2 separate regions of the Ovis aries genome follow, and region 2 is linked to region 1. Evidence: chromatin contacts called from public Hi-C data. All regions are on one chromosome and are shown on one strand. The core of a region is the stretch at or near the end of the contact, and the rest is flanking DNA. Distances in the headings are between cores, read along the strand shown.

What was found. Hi-C and Micro-C count contacts between places; a contact is called where the count stands out from the background.
Region 2: a Hi-C map of skin fibroblasts shows a contact between it and region 1, with 2.0 times the contacts expected there. The contact joins two enhancer-like sites. A contact is called at or near these places in 3 of 16 Hi-C or Micro-C datasets (muscle, skin fibroblasts and tail adipose tissue).

What each region holds. Positions count from the first base shown.
Region 1 is chr16:59,035,464-59,043,102 of ARS-UI_Ramb_v3.0, forward strand. All of the region lies in intron 1 of TRIO (trio Rho guanine nucleotide exchange factor), which reads right to left. Among named protein-coding and RNA genes, the nearest start is that of TRIO, 120 kb to the right of the region's middle. Within about 2 kb of position 5,173, at least 35 of the 54 cell types and tissues checked have an H3K27ac peak or open chromatin away from gene starts, as enhancers often do. A contact at or near this core is called in tail adipose tissue, where this site is marked.
Region 2 is chr16:59,275,415-59,282,217 of ARS-UI_Ramb_v3.0, forward strand. No RefSeq gene overlaps it. Among named protein-coding and RNA genes, the nearest start is that of DNAH5, 33 kb to the right of the region's middle. Within about 2 kb of position 4,632, at least 10 of the 54 cell types and tissues checked have an H3K27ac peak or open chromatin away from gene starts, as enhancers often do. A contact at or near this core is called in tail adipose tissue, where this site is marked.

The DNA of each region.
Region 1 (7,639 bases), core at 3,923-6,422:
TTATAAATAGCTGGGGACCGGCCACGGCTCCCTCTCGGCTCTGTCCTTCCGGGTTTTCTGGGTCATGCCCCCCTGGAGGAACGTCACTGGCCAATGTGGCAAGATGGTCTGGTGTCACCTGCCTCACAGGGTGACACCAGGCCCCTCTTCTCACATCAAACCAACTCTCCCCACGCCCCCAACGTCGGCGAAGGCCAAGTGGAAATACTCTGGCCAGGAAGCACAGTTTAGGACAAGCCAATGTCCATCTAAGCCAAGGGAAGCCTGGCAGCCCCAACATGCCTGGCCGAAACTCGCCAGGGTGGCTGCCCACACGGGAGTTTGGGGTCAAGATGTTCACACGTGTAATAATGTCTCGGGATTTTACTCTTGGAGGTCTCTACAGGGGTCGTCTGGGTTCAAGATATTGGCTATTCTCATCAAAGCAGTGACTGTGGGAGGTTCAAGAGGGAGAGGACATACACCTAATGCCGATTCACGTTGGCTGACTTACGGCAGAGACCACCATAATACTGAGGAGCAACTATCCTACGGTTAAAGATAAATAAACTTACATCTAAAAAAAAATTTTTTTTAACCCAGTAATTGTCATTCATGGCAGAGGAATCTCTTGAAAAAAATTAAAGACTACTGCCCCAACCCTATCTTCCTGTCTGTTTTTGTCAAAACTGTACAAGGAATGGATCCACACTGTGAGCTGGTAATAGCCAATGGAAGGCACAGACCTGAAGGCCGAGAGAGAAAAAACGCTCTCGGTAAGTGATCAGAGTTTCCATGTCTCATGTGCCTGAGGGGTTCCTACAGACCAGCCCTGCCACAGGGCTGAAACCTGTAAAAATCGCCTGTCTCAAGGCACAGACAGGAGAGGGATCAAAAGCAGGAAAGAGGAAGTCCCTTTGTAAGGACTTCAGGGCAGGGCCCGGCCTAAGCCACTTGGAGCTGCTGAAACAAGTCAGGACACAGCTCAGGGCGACCTCGGGAGCTCCAACCAAGAGGGCGAAACCGTGAGCAGCAGAAGGGGAGCCTCAAAGTGTGTGGATAAACTTGGCCCAAACCTCTGAGTCTGCAGGTTTAGGGCAAGCTCCCTGCAGCCTCGGCTCCCAGCTCAGGATAAGGACCAGGACCTGACTCGAGGCTGGAGTCCAGCCTACTGAAACAAGCATACAAACAGCAACCACACCGGCCCCTTTGGGAGAACAGGATCTAGTCTCTACAACATATCATTCCCAGAAGCAAAGATTGCATAGATCAGTAACAACCCTGTCCACAGAATACCCATGTAGGAAGAACCCAGTTTAACAGGATGCAACTAGTCGCAAAGAGTCCGACCCAACTCAGCAACTCAACAGCAACAAAATCATGGAAGTTGAAATGTCCAAGGGCTTAGCACACTACCCAGCTGGCTGAGAAAGGGCTCTCTCGACACAGAACCCAGGCCTCCACATCGCCAGCCTCTTTTGCTTTCCAGTATACTCCGCCTTGCGCTGGCAACCCACCAAGCTTTTAAAACAGGGGCTATTTATAAAAGGCAAGACAGGAGCCAAGCGGTCTGCAATTTCATCCTTAAGCTTCCTTCAAAAACCCTTGAATGGACGCAATGTCGTCTCAGAAGTTCATTGCCCGTCATTGGGTGGTTCACTGTGTGTCCACAAAGACTGAGGACATCCCAGTTGCAGCTGATATGAACATGGATGGCAGCGGGGGAGGCAAATACAAAGAGGAATCGGGCACCACGGCAGCCTTCTTGGAGACGAGCTCATAAGTACCTGGAGGGCAGGGTGTGGGATGGAAAGTTCTGTAAGCTGCACGTGGCACCCACGTGGCAAGGAGGAGCAGATCAGATGACAGGATGCTCAGAGGGAGCAAGCCGTAGCTGCGGATCCTCACCCACGGGGATTTGAAAAGAGGATCCCCTTCCACCGCCACCAGATAAGAAAACGCTGCTTCCGGCCGTTCCCTCAACAGCCTGTGCCCGCAGGCGCCCCGGCCAGGGCAGGGCGGAGCCTTCAGGGAGATGCCACCTCCACGGCTGTCCTGGACTCCACACCACAGCAGCAGGCACTGCCTATCACACAACCCTCAGCAAGAGGAAGGTCCCGATTCCTGGGCAGGGACCCCAGGAGAGGCCGGCATCCTTGACAATTCCCGCCAACTCTGGGCTACACTATTTATTAACGACCTTGATGGCAAGAATGATGCTAATTAGAACTGGCATGTTCCTGACCGCCCCACAGGAAGACGATCGTACTGATAGGAAAACGAAGTGGAGGAAACGAGACAGCCTTCACCTGCCATGCCCCACTGTAAGCCACAGACTGACTCCTGTGGGTCCTCAGTGTCTTCAGAGTAGCTACTCTAGCCAACCAGTTCCTGAATCGCCTCCCTAGATTAAGTAAGATTCACCGTTTTTCCAGAAGAAGAAAGACACGTGAGTCAAGGGCTAAACTGGTGTGGAAATGCATTTAACTTTTATCATGACATCTGTACATGTCCCAACATAGACTAGAATGTAAATTCTAAATAGTTTCACTGCAATATTTTTGTTGAATATGCCACAGAAGAAGAAATGTTACTGTTATTAAAATTGACAATGAAAACATCTAAAACAGAAAAGAGAAAAACGAAACAAAACAAAAAAGAGAACCATAAAACTAACCACACAAAGACACCGAGTTTGTGGCTATTATTAGGCGGTCACCTAAGCATCATGTTTAACCCGGTTTCCATTTTTAAAAACAGGCAAAAGACGGAGGCAGCCTGTACACACACTGAAGCCAGATTAAATATATCATGTAACTTTCAATGAAAAGCAGGAAGAACTCAGCCATGAAGCATCCTCAGATCAAAAGGCAGATTCAGTTCCAGGCCCTGAAGAGCTATTTATGAAAATGGAGTGCATGACTACAAAAAACTTACAAATAAATGCCTTCTGGGTTATTCCAGTGATTCCAGACTACACTACAGATAGGATAACTCCTACTGCCTGGCTTCCTGATGCATAAAAGGACCAAGCTGTGGCTCTTAAGCTTGTGGGACAAAGGATACACCCAGCAACCATGCTGGAAGCACACGTCTGTCCTTCCACACTCTCAGCGTTCTGGGGAAAGGACAGGTGAATGCCATCTTAGAGTGACAACTGCGAGACCCCAGACCATACCAGTGCCACAGACCACGTAACTCAGCACTTTACTTCCAAGGGCCACCAAACTTCACAGAGAGAATTTCAGGATATCAGTCCTGAATATTCACTGGAAGGACTGATAATGAAGCTGAAATTCCAATCCTCTGGCCACCTCAGGCGAAGAGCTGACTCATTGGAAAAGACCCTGATGCTGGGAAAGATTGAAGGTGGGAGGAGAAGGGGATGACAGAGGATGAGGTGGTTGGATGGCATCACCAATTCGATGGACATGAGTTTGAATAAGCTCTGGGAGTTGATGATGGACTGGAATGCTGCAGTCCATGGGGTCACAAAGAGTCGGACACGACTGAGAGACTAAACTAAGGAAAGAAAGGGCAAAAAAAAAAAAAAAGAGAGAGAGAGAGAGAGAGAGAGAGAAAAGCAACATGAATGGGGATAATAAACAGAGGTAAATGGCCAAAGTCAGAGGACGTGTAGTTGTTGGACCATTTCGTAAATTACATACTTTTCCAATTACACAGGCGGTGCTAGAGAAGACTCTTGCGAGTCCCTTGGACTGCAAGCAGATCCAACCAGTCCATCCTAAAGGAGACCAGTCCTGGGTGTTCACTGGAAGGACTGATGCTGAGGCTGAAAATCCAAAACTTTTGGTCACCTCATGCGAAGAGTTGACTCATTGGAAAAGACCCTGATGCTGGGCGGGATTGGGGGCAGGAGAAGAGGGGACGAAAGAGGATGGGAAGGCTGGATGGCATCACTGACTTGATGCACATGAATTTGGGTAAACTCTGGGAGTTGGTGATGGACAGGGAGGCCTGGCGTGCTGCGATTCATGGGGTCGCAAAGCGTCCGACACGACTGAGCGACTGAACTGAACTGATACTGAAGTGTGTGGAGACTGGACACTTGTTACAATTTAAAGTACATTTTGCTGAGACAGAGAAGCCCATGTGAATTTTAATGAAATGCTAGCTTCAGGGCACAGTGAAGATGCAGTCAGCCAAAGCTCACCAAGCTCCTTCTTGGTGCAAAGGGGATGTCCCAGGGGAGGCCTAAAAGGCAGGCAACAACTGTTCTCTTAAACCAAATGTGAGAGAAATTTGACCAGAACATTCATATGATAAACGTTCTATGATAATGTTCATATGATAAACGTATTACTCTCGATCTTGATGTTTCTTGAATGCTATTGGGGGCGGGGGGGCGCCTACAAATCTGATTTCATCGTGAACATAAATGTGCCGTTAGCGGTTGATGACCTTCTTTCCTCGTTCCTTTGGTTTCAGTCAACACAAATAACACCTTTTCCCTCAAGCAATCATATTTGAATATTCAGAAATTTTAACATTTTCATTTAAAAATATCTCAAACCCCGCCCTCCAGGTTCAGCATGATGTGACTTGCCAAAATTGATTCTGCTATCACCTTTCAGATTGCTATTTGGCTCAGTAGTCTGTTGATTTGTGATCTATTTCAATCCCCCCTCAACCCCCGCTCCCAAATTATCCACATTCCCTAAAGTGACTCGCATTATGTTGCCCATCAGGAGGACTGCTTTTCCCCTCTTCCTCTAAATCCACCCGCAAGCCAGAGGACCCGTCTGTTTCTTTCACTGCTGTTTCCCAGATGTCAGGCACAGGATGGTCAATGAACATGGGCTGACTGCACGAACGAATGAGCAGACAATGAACTAACAGAACAACAATACTTCTCCAGCTTCTTGCCCCTGAAACCCCCACAGAGGCACCCCAGTGTTCCTTACCACTTTCCGTTCCAGGTTTGTAAACTATTAAGCTCAGTATTGTTCAGATGGCCTATAGTATGACTTACACTTCTAACAAGGAAAATTAACCTCTGGGTCCTAAGAGTAAACATTCCACAAGTTATTCAGCAATGGAAAACCTTTTAGTTGTACCAGTGGTCTGAATCAACTTATTTTTTACCCCTCCACTCTACAAGGAGGTACTGCATTGTTACTGTGAACAAATACCTTCTGAAGCGAGTCACTGCTGACCAGAATGCTCACAGGCTTGGTCACTTCCTTGGTATCAGATTTTTTTAAAAAACAACAAACAGAAAAGGAAGAGCTACCCACTGCCCCCACCCCCCAGCGTGTTGTTGTTTTTTCAATTTAAAAAGAAAGCACCACAGAAATATTTTTACAATGAGCAAAAAGCTTTTATGCCGCACATCATCCCAACAAAATTTATGTAGCTGTTTTAAAAAGAATTAAGATGAAGCAAATCAAATGAGTTTTAAAAATGAATCAAATTTTTAAAAGTCTAAACCAAAACACAGGTTAGTATTTTCCCTCCATATTTCTTCTGGGACTACTGACATATACTAGTCATTTGAAATTATACCTAATCCTCCAACTACTTGAGTCAATCTTTTTTTAAAGTAAAAACAGTGTTAGGAAAAAAAATACCGTCATTTCTTCCCCATTTGAGCTGTAACCAATGAACTGGCACCTTGTTCTGAACAGCCCAGTTCACCTTCACTGGGATTTGTCCCTAAATGACAAGGCAAACTGCCCTGCTCATCCGTTTTCAGAGGTCGCATTTGCCTGTCAGCTGTTCTACTTTAGTATTTACTAAGCGGGAAACCTGAAAGTGGGGGAGGACTGCAAAGATCCCCATCCTTATAAAAACACAGCTTGTAGCGGCAAAAAAAAAAAAAGTTAATAAGTAAAGCAGCATCTTGAAAGAACAAAGAAAAGCAACGTGCAGCAGTAAGCTGGAGGGTTCCTATTAGTACGGAGTCTTGGTGGTGATTACCGAATGTTACTCATCACTTTATTTAGGGGAGCGCCGCGCGCGCACGCACCCCAGAGCACAAAGAGCCGGGTGATACGTCTCTGCATCAGCGGCCGCGCGCACGCGCAGACAGAGGTGACGTCACCCTTTCCAGGCAGGCCGTCCGCAGTTCCGAGTCCGGACCTTTCTCCGCAGTGCCTGCAGGATTAGTCACGGATCACGGGGAGCGGTGCCGCGCGGGGCACGCGGTTTGCGCTATCAGGGATTTTGGCCTGGCAAGCACTGAGATCAGTGTTGCGTAGGAAGGAAGCATTTTCTCTAAGCCTGCATCCTCTCTGAAGATGAGGGCGGGGCGGGGGGGAAGAGACAAGGTTGTAAATCAAATGTTTTTACCTGTCTTCTTTACTAATATATAAAAAATCAAAACAATGCAAGGCTTATATTATTTTCCCATATATCTGTAAGTGCAGTCCACACACACAAGATCATTACGAGGGTCGGACACGACTTAGCAACTGAACAACAGCAGCAACAGACTGTATATAAAGTGAAGTATTTACACCAAGAATAGGGACATGCTCACAGGCCACCACGCAGGAACATGGATGGGGTTTCATACTGCAGCATTATAATTTTTACTTATAACCTTTATGGTTATAATAACTGTCAGGCTCACTGATTTATTCCTTCACATAATTTTAGAAGCAATAGCCTGTAACATCATACTGCTAGAGAGGTTTGATTGATTCGAGGCCGTTAAGAATGTTTCAACTTAAAAGAGCTCTGACTTTTAATGTCTTGAGCACAAAATATAGAAAAACAAAGAAAAATTACCATGCACACAAAAAGAAACCATAACAAGAATATTTTGACTATTACACATACTTTACTATAATGAAAACATCTGTAGAATTTTTAACATTTGATGATTTAATTATATGGTAACTGTGTTAGAGGTTAATTTAAAAGCATCAATAATAGGCCAGTGAAAGGAAATATTCCAACAGTCAAAATAGGAAGAGGAATAGCAAAAAAAAAAAGGGAGTGGGGTTGGGGGGGGGGGGTAATTCTACAATCTCATAAATCAACAAAGAACCATGTGCCCAGATGTGCCATTTATCTTTGCCTCCCTAGGGGCCAGCTCGGGGCCAAGCACAGAGAAACCTTATCCTCGTGTCTGTCTGATGCCAAGAGAAAGAACCCGTCTGGCTGTGTTTATGCTGGTACTGCCCTAGAGGCCTCTGGGGGAAGCTCGCCCAGGCTGCATCTTGGGACCTATCACTCATGCTAAACTACATTTACATTTACACACACACATACACTTGCAGACACATAGCTCTGTGTGCTGATGGACATCGAGTAAGATTTGCTTTACATAAGGAGCAGCCTCTCAGGAAAACTGTTTAAAAAGTTAATTTGCAGCCAACGAGTAACAGTCACACAACAGTCCAACTGGAGCAAACAGAGCAAGGCTGACTGCTAAACGCAGCTTCTTTCATCGTGACAGCAAACAGTCCATAAGGGGTAGTACCCTAACCCTCTACCAAACAAGAAAAAAATCTAATACACGGGTATATTTGTTTTAATGCACATCACAATCAAATTCTGAAAAAGGCTTTGGAAAATAAAGCTGTAAATCTACTCTTTCCCATATCTTTTTGATTATTACCTACAAAAAGGCTCTTGATTACAGAGAAGTGGTATAAATGGGTGGTATTGAAACTCCTCTTGGTATGCACTG
Region 2 (6,803 bases), core at 3,382-5,881, 240 kb after region 1:
GCTCCTGGAGTCAGTGATGGACAGGGAAGCCTGGCGTGCTGCAGTTCATGGGGTCACAAAGAGTCAGACACGACTGAGCAACTGAACTGAACTGAACTGCCAAAACTAGAGAAAGCCTGTGTGCCACAGCAAAGAGCCTGCACGCTGCAATGAAGACCCAATACAGACAACCCCCCCAAACCACCACCCTCCCAAAAAAACGGAGCAGGCTCCAGTAGCGCCTCACTGGACAGCACTGGGTCACCTGCCTCTCTCTGAACCAATCCCTGGCAAATGGCAATGATGTTAGGATGACTGATCAGAGACCCATCAGAGTTAGTCCTCTGTGGTGGGTGGGGTAGGACCCACTTTCCATGGGCACGTTTTCACTCAGTGCCTGAATGAAATCAGGGTTCTGTTGGGTTCTCTTAGAACAAAATGAGGGAGAAATGGCTTTTAGGTAGGCGATCGGCTGTGTCTACTCTCTAGATGGTGCAGGAACCATTCAAGGGTATAGGGGCCAGAAATGGTGCCATCTCTATTAGGCTTCCCCTGGTGGCTTAGATGATAAAGAATTTGCCTGCAATGCAGGAGACCGGGGTTCAATCCCTGGGTCAGGAAGATCTCCTGGAGAAGGGAAGGGCTACCCACTCCAGTATTCTTGCCTGGAGAATTCCATGGACAGACTACAGTCCATGGGGTCACAGAGAGTCAGACACGACTGAGTGATGAACACTTTTACTTTTCTTTACTGGTTTTTAACTCTGGTGTCAGTGTGAAAAAAAAAAAAAAAAAAAGAAAGGCCAGAGACTGGGGCAGGGGTATTGATTCTCCCTAGAGTGAGGATAATGGTTGTACAAACGGCAGTCACATGGGATGCTGACAGTTGAGGAGGGGAAAGCCCCAGGAGTGACCATTGGAAGAGACCAAGAGGCTCACTGGGTCTCTAACGTCAGGGTTCTCAGCAGTCACCCATAGGCCTCCTAGGGATTCTGATTGGGAAGGTCTGAGGTGAGGCCCCCAAATGTGCACTTTTAACTCATACCTGCAGGTGTCAAAGCAGGGGATTGGTACTCACATGCTGAGTGTCTCTCCCTCCAATGAGTGAAAACCCTTAGGCTGGAATTACTGCACATACCCCAGCAAGAGTGGCAGGTCATCTTCACTCTTCCCAAAGTTTCTTTGTCCAGCCACCACTGGAGACCAGGACTTTGTGTCCCTGAGCTGGTGGGTCAGGAAGCTGTATCAGCACAGGCTTGTGGTCTCAATGACAAACCTCTTAGTTGGACTGGAGCTCTCTTCATTTTCCCCAATGGCTCCTCTATGGAGACCTTCATCTCTGAAATCTACCTGATATTCATAGTTGACTTTCACATGCCAAGTTGCTATCATGTACCTTCCTATTGGCTGACTTGGCTTGAGCCAACATCATGCCATGCACAAGGTGCCTCCTTCACTGATTCTGTGAATATTTATTGAGGAGGTGTGTGCCAGACATTGTTCTAGGCTTTGAGGATCTGACTCGGAAACATGCGGGCAGAGTCCTCACTCTCATGAGACTTCACAAGATGAGTCACACAGTAAACAAAAAGTGTATAGTCTCATGGGTTGAATTGTGGCCCTCACTGAAAAATAATTATGTCCAAATCCTAACCCCTGGGGCCTGTGAATGAGACCTTACTTGGAAATAAGGTCTTTACAGTTTTAATTAAGTGAAGGATCTCAAGATGACATCATCCATCACTAAATCCAACAAGGGCTTCCTAGGTGGCACAGAGGTAACAACCTGCCTGCCAGTGCAGGAGACGCAAGAGACACGGGTTTGATCCCTGGGTCAGGAAGTTCCCCTGGAGGAGGAAATGGCAACCTGCTCTAGGGAAATCCATGGACAGGGGAGCCTGATGAGCTACAGTGCCTGGGGTCGCAAAGAGTTGGACATGACTGAGCACACAGGCACGCAAGCTAAATCCAATGACCAATGTCTTCATTAGGGAAAGGAGTTTGGAGAAGAAGAAACAGGTGGAAGGAAGCAATGTGAACATAGAGGCAGAGACAGGAGTGATGCTGCTGCAAGTCAGGGAACATACCTGGACCCACCAGAAGCTGGAAGAGGCAGGAAGGATTCTCCCCTAGAGACTTTGGAAGGAGTGCAGCCCTGCCAACATCTTGATTTAGGACTTTTGGCCACCAGAATTGTGAGAGCATAAAAACCTGTGCCCTTTAAGCCAGCCAACTTGTGGGTGCATGTTACGACAGCCTTAGGAAACGAATATCCAGTCAGGTAGTAGTGAGAGCTAGGGAGGAAAATCTGTTCAGTTCAGTTCAATCACTCAGTTGTGTCCGACTCTTTGTGACCCCATGGATGGCAGCATGCCAGGCCTCCCTGTCCATCACCAACTCCTGGAGTTTGCTCAAACTCATGCCCATCGAGTCGGTGATGCCATCCAACCATCTCATCCTCTGTTGTCCCCTTCTCCTCCCGCCTTCAATCGTTCCCAGCATCAGGATCTTTTCCAATGAGTCAGTTCTTTGGATTAGGTGGCCAAAGTATTGGAGCTTCAGCTTCAGCATCAGAGGAAAATAGAGCAGGGTAAAGGGATGGAGAGGCTGGGAGGGTGGAGGAGATGCTGCTCCGGGCAGAATGATCAGCAACACACTGGTCCTCGCTTGTCCTTGTGTCTGTTTCTCTGATCACCACCTCCTGGCCTCTCCCTGTTTTTCTCCCGGCTGTGTTCTCAGATCTTGGCTTCTGATCTCACCTTACACTCATCTGAAGATGGCAGCTCGTGGGGACTCTGTTTACTCCCTGCAGAAAATCAGTAGCTTCGTTGCAGGAAGGGGCGGGGTCACACACTCAGATGAGGGTGAAGGACCACGTGAAGGGCAGGGGCCCCTTCCCCCATCCTGGAACTGCTGCCCTGCATCCGCTGATTGGGGCCACGAGGGGATGCGGTTAGCGGTGCCAGATCTTCTGGTTTCTTAAATGAAGTGGTTTCTTTCTTAACAGAACTCTCTCTCTTTTGTGGGGGGTATTTACTAAAAAAAATTTCAGGTGTGGAGACTTACCTGATAGTCCAGTGGCTAAGAGTGTATGCTCCCAAGGCAGGGGGCCTGGGTTCAATACCTGGTCAGAGAACTAGAGCCCACACGTTGCAACTAAAGATCCCACGTGCTGCAATTAAGACCTGGAGCAGTCAAAAAAAAAAAAATTCAGGTGAAATCAACATAGCACAAGTTAAACACGTGGAAGTGAACAATTCAGTGGCCTTTAGTTCCTTTACAATATTGTGTAACCACCACCTCTTTCTAGTTCCCAATGTTCATCTCCTGGAAATGAAATCCCATACCCATTGGGGAGTCAGTCCTTGTCTCCCCCCACCTCCAGCTCCCGGTAACCGCCAATCTGAGTTCCATTTCTATGGATTTACCTATTCTGGATCTTTCATGTAAATAGCATTGTGCAATTAAATGTCAACAACAAACAGCAACTATGACAGATACCTTGCAGATGGTTGGCCTGGCCCTTAGACATTCTGTTTCTGACCTCTGGCTGTGACAGGTGACCCTCTTCGCAAAATGAGGGGTTCCTTTGGCAGCTGTCTTGGTGGCCTTTTAGGATGCTGATAACACCAGGCTGGGGAGTGGTCAAGAAGCTCTGGGTAGTGGTGGATCGGTGGTCCCAGGTCAGTGTTTTTGGGGGATGTGCTCTGATTCCACTATGGTCCCCAAGAAGAAGGGTGGCTGTGACCAGTGGCACTGGGAAGGCAGCCCTTGCCTTCTAAGAGAGTTCTAAGGGCTTAGAAAAGATGCTCCCCTCGTCTCACTGGCTAACATGCTGTTTGGTGAGGAAGCTGGTCCTGAAATGACGCCCAAACAGGAGGCGCATGGAGGGAAAATGGGCTCAGGTCCCATGGCCACAAGGATCCCTGTGTTCAAGAATTTCCCTTGCCAACCTGGAATTCCTCCGGAGGACAAACTGTGGACTGGCTGGTCGTTTTCCCTCAGGGGAGGTGAGGTCATACTCTTCGGTTAGAGCGAGGAAAAAATGAGATGCGAGTGTTGGAGGGCTGGGTTCATTCTTTCCCAGAGTCATTCATTCCTTTAGGGCAGGGTACCCAGGGAGATGAAGATACATTACCTGTCAGCCCTCGGATTTATTAGGTGTCAGATTAAAAAAAAAAAAAAGTGTTACCAAGTGTTAGCAACAGGAACCATGGGGATCAAAGTAGGAAGAGATAGATTTTAACCAGGCAAAGGGTAAGTGGGAGGTATAAAAGGTTGAATGTACTTCCCAGGTCACTCACTGCCCATGGTCCTGGGACTCCTCTCTGCTCAGAGCGAGGCTGGGCAGTTGGGTGTGGAGGGTGGGGTGAATCCATTCTCCCCAGTTCTGGCAGTTTCTGCCCCAAAGGGGATGAGAGGTGGGGGCGGGGGGAGGCGCGGTGCGCGGGGGCGGGGGGAGGGGTGGGCTTTATCGAAGTCCTTGGCCCCCAGGGACTACTTTTTCTCATTTGCACAAAAGCGTAATCTGAACCAGGCTCCCTGCTTTGCCTGATTCTTTCGTTTCTGCTTTGGGTTCAACTTTGCAGTGCCTTGTTGTGGTTGGAACATGAGTATACACAGGAACGCGCCTTATTATGGTTGGAAATGATCCTTCTCCAACCAGTTTATTGAAAACACAGCTCCTTCTCTCCTGGCTGGAGTGGTCTAGGCGTGGTGCTGCCCCCCTCAGAGCAAGGGATGAGATGGTGACTCACTTCGGCGCTTTTCCAACGTCTAATTCAATGAATTCGGTTTGCTTCAGAGCCCTGTGAATCATTTTCCCTGCTCAGTGACTTGCATCACAGGGGGTGGCGGGGTGGGGGCTGAGATAACCAAGAACGCAGGGAGCCAATGGGTAGGTTTTCTTGGAAAGAAACTTCATGACTTTCACCGAACTGGGGGAGATCCAGACTGTGGAAAAACATAGGCATTTAAGAATACGGTTCTTGGAACAAGGCGAAATATTCTCCCGCAGTGCTGTAATTTTTCACCTTCTCACATTTCACTTTTGTTTAAGAAAGACGTCTGACATCACCGGGAGGATCTGCCGTGTCAGAAATACTGCGGATGACTCTCTGAACAGCTGCAGCCTTTGTGCTGGGCTCATTGCTCCGTGTGGGTAGCTGTCGTGTCCACTGAGTCATTCTCCACCCCATCCCGTCCACTCGGCTCTTCTGCATTCCTCGCCCTGCATCGTGTGATGTATCTTTAGAAGGGGCCACATGCATCTTAGTTAATAGCAGAAGGTGAATTGGAATAACGTGAGAAAAGACCTTGCGTCTCTGGGTGTGATTAAATGTGTGTAAAGACAGGAGAAAGCAGATGTTATCTCTTGTTTCTTTTTTCAAACTGGAGTTGAACCCTCACAAAGCTGCTGGGTGTCAGAAATGGAAACGGTGAAATTATGAAAAGAACGTCCCAGCTGTGCTTTCACAGGCAGCTTCTTTTTAACAGTGTTTGATAACTTCCAAAGGAAAAATTATTTTAATGGGTGACATTTCAAATCAATCTGTTGAAAGGCTATTTGTCTGAAACACAAATTTGCCAAGATCTTCTGTGTGTGTGTGTGTGTGTGTGTGTGTGTGTGTGTGTGTGTGTGTGTATGAACTGCTGAAGGAAAGACTGGAGGGCTGGTTTGTTTCACTATGAATATTTCTTAGCCTGGTCCTTGGCTGTTTATTCGCTTGGGCTTCCCAGGTGGCGCTAGTGATAAAGAACCAGCCTGCCAATGCAGGAGACCTGTGAGATGAGGGTTTCGATTCTTGGGTCGGGAAGATCCCCTGGAGGAGGGCATGATAACCCACTCCAGTATTCTTGCCTGGAGAATCCCACGGACAGAGGAGCCTGGCGGGCTACAGTCCATAGGGTAGCAAAAAGTCAGACAAGACTGAGGCAACTTCACAGGCTCATGAAGAGAGGAAGCGACAAAATGAACTTGAGGCATACTCTGGTTATCTTTTGCTGCGTATCAAACTGTCCCCAAACTTGCTGTTTTAAAATGATTTGTGGGTGAGGAATTTGGGCAGCGCTCAGCTGTGCAATTATTCTGTTCCGAGTGGCATTCCTCGAGGCTGCTCGGGGGTGTTCCGCTAGCACATGGGCTTCAGGGGTTCAAGACAGCTTCACTTACGAGTCCGGCACCTCAGTGGGGGTGCCTGGAAGACTGGACCCTGCTGGGCCAGTCAACTGGGGTGCCAGCACTAGATCCCCCAGCAGGGCGTCTCGGGGCACCCAGAGACCAAGCTCACACGCCAAGCTTCCCACAGCCTATGCTGGGAAATCAGGAAGCATCACTTAGCTCTCCTAGTGCCTGAACCCGGATCACAGGCCAGCCGGATTCAAGAGAAGTGGCAATAGTTCCCACCTCTTAGTAGGAGGACGCCCCGAGAATTTGTGGCTTTCTTTAATGCACTGTATGACATGAGAGAGACTTTTCAGCCAGGCTTTCAGGAATGCTTAAACATTCTTAGGCTTTACCTGGATTAGCTCCTTGGGTGACCTGCATAGCAGCTGTTGAAAACCTTTTCCAATTCCTTTCTCTCAAGCTTTTAAAACCCAGCAGGATCCTTTGGGGCCTTCCTGGGACAGACCAGCCCCACTGTGCGCGTGCACACACACACACACACACACACGCACACACACACACACACACAGTGTCCTCTGTCTGCTTCTAACCTGTAGAAACACTTTAGCCAAATAATAAATTTAATTAGGAAAAAAGAACAAGAGAATGCAGAAGCAAAGGAAAACAGTCAAACAGGACCAAATAATGGGGCTTCCCT